Regions from separate parts of the Muntiacus reevesi genome. Here region 2 is linked to region 1. Evidence: chromatin contacts called from public Hi-C data. All regions are on one chromosome and are shown on one strand. Each heading gives the region's core, a stretch centred on a gene start, on an enhancer-like site or on the middle of the called end of the contact. The rest is flanking DNA. Distances are from core to core; before and after follow the strand shown. Region 1 holds the start of FOXO4 (forkhead box O4). Region 2 holds the start of ZMYM3 (zinc finger MYM-type containing 3).

Region 1 (2,820 bases), core at 109-2,608:
ATACCTCAATTCTCCTGCCTGCTAACTCTGTGACTTTGGGACACTAAATCTCTGAGCATTAGTGTCCTTGTCTGTAAAATGGGCATAACAGGGGTATCTACCTCAGAGATGATTTGAGGAGTAAAGGAACTAATGTACATAAAGCAATCAGCACAGCGCCAGGCACATAATAAGTGCTCCATAAATTTTAATTGTTATTACCAGGAGTGTTTCTTAGAAAAGTTATTTTGTTGACAACAAAGAACATAAACAGCAGTTGGGAAAAACTTCATGGTAGGAGGTCAGTTTAAGGCGATACTGCAATTTAATCCACTGATAAATAAGATCTTGAACTGGGATTTGGATGTGGGAGGTTAGGGATATGAAAAGATGAAGGATAAGTCTAGCTTAGGAGACTGGGTACATTAGGACAACTATTAACCAAATTCAGAGATAAGAGTATCAGGAGGATAGGGATGTGGGTGCAGGAACAGATAATGAGTTCTGTTTGGAACCTGTTGAATGAAAAGTGAAGCCGCCGAGGATGGGAACCTGGAGAACATCAATATTTGAGGAGAGGCCAGAAGAATCAGTGGAAAAAACTGATTGGTCAGCAACCGCACTATCGGTGGGAACTGCGTATGCGGAGTGGAGGGCGGTGGGGGAGACACTACGATCAGCTAACCACTCGTTTATGTTCCCCAAGCCCTCTGACCAACTCCTCAACATTAAAACAACTCTATTTCCTCGTTAGTTCTTTGCTTCTTGCTTTTCTGTTTTCTGCTTCTTGAGAGACCGCATTTTTTTTTTTTTCCGTTTGCCCTCTTCTGACGGAAAGAGGGAACGATCTAGCATCTCTCCACACGCTCATCTAGCGATCCTGAATCTCTAGGGAGGAGGGAGGAAGGGGGTGGGAGGAGGAAAATGATTTTTAACGAAAAGAAAAAGTCCGAGACCACCTCTAATAATAATCATAATTAATGTTCCCCCTCTCTATATCCTGCCACGCCGCTCTCCTGCCGCCCTGATCGGGCTGACCGCGAAGTAGGACGGGAGATGTAGTCCCCATGCCGGACCAGGGTGGCACGACTAGAGAACTCGGTTTCCCAACCCGCTCTCCAGGCGCGTGCGCAGATGGCTGCCCTGGCGAGTGGTAAACAGAGACGTCAGGCGGGGGCCGCTGCTTGGAGCAAAACAAAAGGGAAACCCGGGGGGCGGGGGGTGGGGGGTTTGATAGGGGGATTGGTGCGGGAATTCGAGAGGCTGGGGCCGCGGAGACCTGGACCCGATAAAGAGGGGGGAGAGGGGAAAGGCGGGGGGAGAGGGAGTCAGGGGAGGGGCAAGTGACGCGAGGGAGCGGGGCGTGGGGGAGGGCAGTGATCCGGGTGGAGGAAATTCAGGAGGAGTGTCCGGGGGGCAGCAACTTAAAAGGGGGAGGGAACTGCGGCTAAAGAGGCGTTCTGTGATGGGAGAAAGATTTGTGAGGGGATACGGAGCCTCGGGTTTAAAAGAGCAGGAAGCTGAGAGGTTAGGAGAAAAGTGCCTTCGCTAGGCGGAGGTTACAGGTGGTGTCTCAGAAAGAGCTCCGAGGCTGCAGCCGCAGAGAAGAGACGGAGAACTGTGTGCAAGGGACAGCTTAGGAGCAAGCATCCAGGGGTGAGGGGAAGTTCGAGACTTTCTGAGGACTGGCAGGAATGTGCCCCCTGGCCCTCGTTGCTTCCCCCCTGAGGGGAGGCATCGCTAGGGACTGTGGCAGGCTCCTCTGAACGCTGAGCGGCGGAGGTCCAACTTCACGTATGGATCCAGTAAATGAGAATTCAGCCAGAGAGGCTGCCGCGATCGTAGACCTCGATCCCGACTTCGAACCCCAGAGCCGTCCCCGCTCCTGCACCTGGCCCCTTCCCCGACCAGAGCTCGCTCCCGAGCCGTCCGAGCCGTCCGAGGTGGAGCCAGGTCTGGGAGAGAAGGTACACCCGGAGGGGCGCTCGGACGGGCGCACCCAGCCGACCCTGTTGCCCTCCAGGCTCCCAGACTCGGCAGGGGCTCCCCAGCCCGGGATCCTGGGGGCTGTAACAGGTCCTCGGAAGGGAGGCTCCCGCCGGAATGCCTGGGGAAATCAGTCATATGCAGAACTCATCAGCCAGGCCATTGAAAGCGCCCCCGAGAAGCGACTGACACTGGCCCAGATCTATGAGTGGATGGTCCGCACGGTGCCCTACTTCAAGGACAAGGGTGACAGCAACAGCTCAGCAGGATGGAAGGTAACTATGATCCCCCTCAATACCTGTCTGCTCCTGGTTCCCACCGGTCTCCTTACTTCTACTCTGCCTCCCCTTTTACACCCCTACCCCAGAGATCCACCTTCTGCTGTCAATTAGACAAGCGTTTACTTAGGACATAGTATATGCTGCTAGGTGCTTGATGCTGAAGGATCACAATGAATAAGACATTGTCCTTGCCCTGGAGAAAACTGAATTCTCTGCTCACTGCTCAACACTCCCAGCACTTTGGCTTGGGCTGCCCAAAACACTTATCCCCACAGAGAAGTCTTTATCCTATGTACAGCGGGAACTGTGTGGATTCCCTGCAGGAACCTAGCCTTCCCTCCTCCCCCATCTCCCACCCCAACACCTTTTCTCCCATTCCTGTGGGATTACTTGGATTCCCTGCTTGCCTCCCAGGACCTCAGGGTAGAAGTACTGTTCTAGGATTCTGCTACCCAAGAAGATGGAATGAAGTGGCGAAAGGTAAAGAGTGATACCCCCGTGGGAAGGAAGTGGATCTGACGCACTAAGAGGAAAAAAAAGGAGGGGCTGCCTCAGTTTACCCTATATAATGCTG
Region 2 (2,700 bases), core at 94-2,593, 140 kb after region 1:
CAGCCCTCTCCTCGCCCCCCCAAACTGCCCTTCTTAACCCCTCCCCCCCAGTTATCTTTCAGGGTCGCCCACTTCCTCAAGCCCAGTCCCCCTTTCCTATTGCTCCCCTGGTCCTTCTTCTCCTGTTGCCCACCCCCCACCGCAGGCATTTACAGGAAGACATTTTGGAGCTACGGTCTCTCTTCAGACCCCCCTCCCGGCTACTGCAAGCTCCTGCCTGCAGGTTCGGTTCGGCTTAGTCAGGCCCGACCCCTACCTGCGGCAGGGTTAGTGTAACCGTTACAAGCCTAGAACTGCAGTCAGCGACGGCCCCGCGCTCCTTCTCCACCTCCCTCCCTAGCAGCCGGGACAGGGGTCGCGGCCCCTTTAAATGGCAGCGCCGCTCACGGAGCCCAGCGCTATGCACCAGGCGGGCGGGCGGCGTCAGCAACCAACCCCATTGGCTGGCTCAAGGAGGGGGCTCGCGAGACAGCGCCGGCCCCCGGCGCGAGACTCCCAGCCCAACGGACGCCTGGAAATTGCGGAGTGGAACCTCGGCACTGGAGATGGAGTTTGAGCCCCCGCCCGGGGCCCCGTTAGTTGAGGAAAAGCTAACCTCCGGAGCTTGGAAGCCCGCCCCTGGGGAAGGAGGCACCCCCTTTTCCACCAAAGGGCCGAGTACACTAGCCCACAAAAAACAAATCTACGCACCTGCTTCCCTTACCTGGCTCAAGAGTCTGGCCCCTCCGTCAACACCCGTGCCCGCCCTACCTCCTGGAGCCCACTCTACCCGTGATCCCCTCCTCTCATTCAAATGGTTCCCGGTCCCCTCCCCCTCCTCGTGTCGCTCTCCGCTTCCCACTCGTGTTCAACCCCCTGGCGTCCGCCCCCCTCAACAGTCCCTACCTACGCCATGCAGCAGGCGCCTGCCAAGATTACCCTCCCCCCAACCCCACCTCTCCGGAGCCCGCCCCCTGGGCGACTGTTGGGGTAATGAGTGACAGCGGAGGGTGGGGGGAGGCAGGGACCCAGCCCTCACGTGCCCCTCCTCCTCTTGTCTGCAGCCTCGGGCCCTCCTAACCATTTTGAGACTCAGAGTTGTGGGGTGTCTTAAGCCTGGTCTCCAGCCACCCAGGGCGGGTTAAATGGCTCTGGCTCAGTGACAACGCCTATGCAGTAACCGTTACTGCCTGGTGACCCCAAAACCAGGTCCTGCAAAGACACTCCCCCACTCCTTCCACGGTCTTAGGGTAAGTTCTGGGATCTTCTCCCTGAGTCTTCCCTCAAGAGCCCCCTGAGTTATCTCTTCAGTAGTTTTCCTCACCGAGGCCGACAGATTTTCTTCCTCCTTTCTCTCTGTTTCTCCCTCCTTTCTGTCCTTGTCCCCCACCCCCCACCCCCACCGCGCGCACTCTCTCCCCCAGTCTCTTTTTTGTCTCTGTCTCTCTGTCTCTCTTAGGCACGAGCACGCACGCGCGCGCACACACACACACACACACACACAACACACACTCCCCCCCCCCCCCCCCCCACACACACAACACACACTCCCCCTCCTGGATGGTCCTTAGCATGTGGGTGTGGCTGGGGTTGAAGCTAGAGAAGTAGAGTAGGGGGAGGGGGTATTAGCACTAGGCCTACAGGCTTAAAAAAAAAAATGCGTGCCAGGATCCATTCCCAGCCCTCAATAGAGTTAGAGCACTTTACAATCCCCGCTCTCCACTTCCCCTCTCCGACCTCTAAGGGCTGGAGAGTATTTAGTATTCTGAGATACTAGAAGAGGCTCGGGCTGGAAGGGAGTCCCGACACATTTTTAGGTTTGGTGTCCAGTTCCTGCTCTGGCCTGCCTCTTTGCTCTGGGCCTTTCTTCCTTCCCACGCTAAGCCTCTCCTAGCCTTGTAGTCCTCCGGAGTCTTATCCAGCCTTGCCGCATTCACTTTTTCAGAAACCTTATCCTTCCTGGCTCCCCTCATGGCCTTGAGGTTATCTTTGCTCTCTCCTATACACAGAGATAAAAGCAAGAATTTTTCCCCTTTAGCTTTCCCAAACCCAGCTTTCTCTTTATCTTAACCAGTATACTGTGTAACCATCTCTCACTTTCTTCTTATTTCTCTGTCCCTGTACCTCCTTTTTGCATTTTCAGTTTGTTCCATCTCAGTTGGGCCACCTTGTTCTTTTGTGTTGCCAGCCCTTCTCAACACATGCTTGGATCTTTGGCTGCTCTGGTTGTGATCCTTGTGCCTGGTTTCAAGTTGAGAGGAGACAATCTAAAGGGGGTTGATGGTGTATTCAGAGGTATTGTGTGTGGGTTCTGGAGGCAGACCAGAACTCTAATCTCAACTCTGCCTTCTTTTTAGCCAGTTGCCTTTGGATACATCACTTGTTAAGTCAGTAGGTCTTATTTTTCTCATCTTTAAAACAGAGATAAGAAAACAATCTAAATCTACAATAGGGGACTGGTCAAATCAACTTTGGTTATATTCATACAATAAATGTAATCATTAACAAACACATTTTTGAAAAAAATAATGATGTGGAGCACAGAGGATTTTTAAGGCAGTGAAACTATTCTGCATGATTCTGTAATGGTGAATACATGTTTGTGACATATTAGAACTCATAGAATGTACAACAAAAGTGAACTCTTACCTGAAGTGTGGGTTTTGAATGATATTAATGTGTCATCTTCTGCCACCCTTTTCTCCTTTTGCCTTTAATCTT

What was found. A called contact is a pair of places that touch in the nucleus more often than the background predicts.
Region 2: a Hi-C map of muscle shows a contact between it and region 1, with 3 times the contacts expected there. The contact joins the promoter of ZMYM3 here to the promoter of FOXO4 in region 1. A contact is called at or near these places in 2 of 3 Hi-C or Micro-C datasets (blood and muscle).

Annotation. Positions count from the first base shown.
Region 1 is chrX:61,841,109-61,843,928 of mMunRee1.1, forward strand. It overlaps FOXO4 (forkhead box O4), which reads left to right and starts at 1,359. Exons shown (of 4, transcript XM_065916172.1): 1 at 1,359-2,240. The coding sequence starts at 1,776.
Region 2 is chrX:61,978,849-61,981,548 of mMunRee1.1, forward strand. It overlaps ZMYM3 (zinc finger MYM-type containing 3), which reads right to left and starts at 1,344. Exons shown (of 25, transcript XM_065916940.1): 1 at 1,304-1,344. It overlaps NONO (non-POU domain containing octamer binding), which reads left to right and starts at 1,080. Exons shown (of 11, transcript XM_065916950.1): 1 at 1,080-1,229.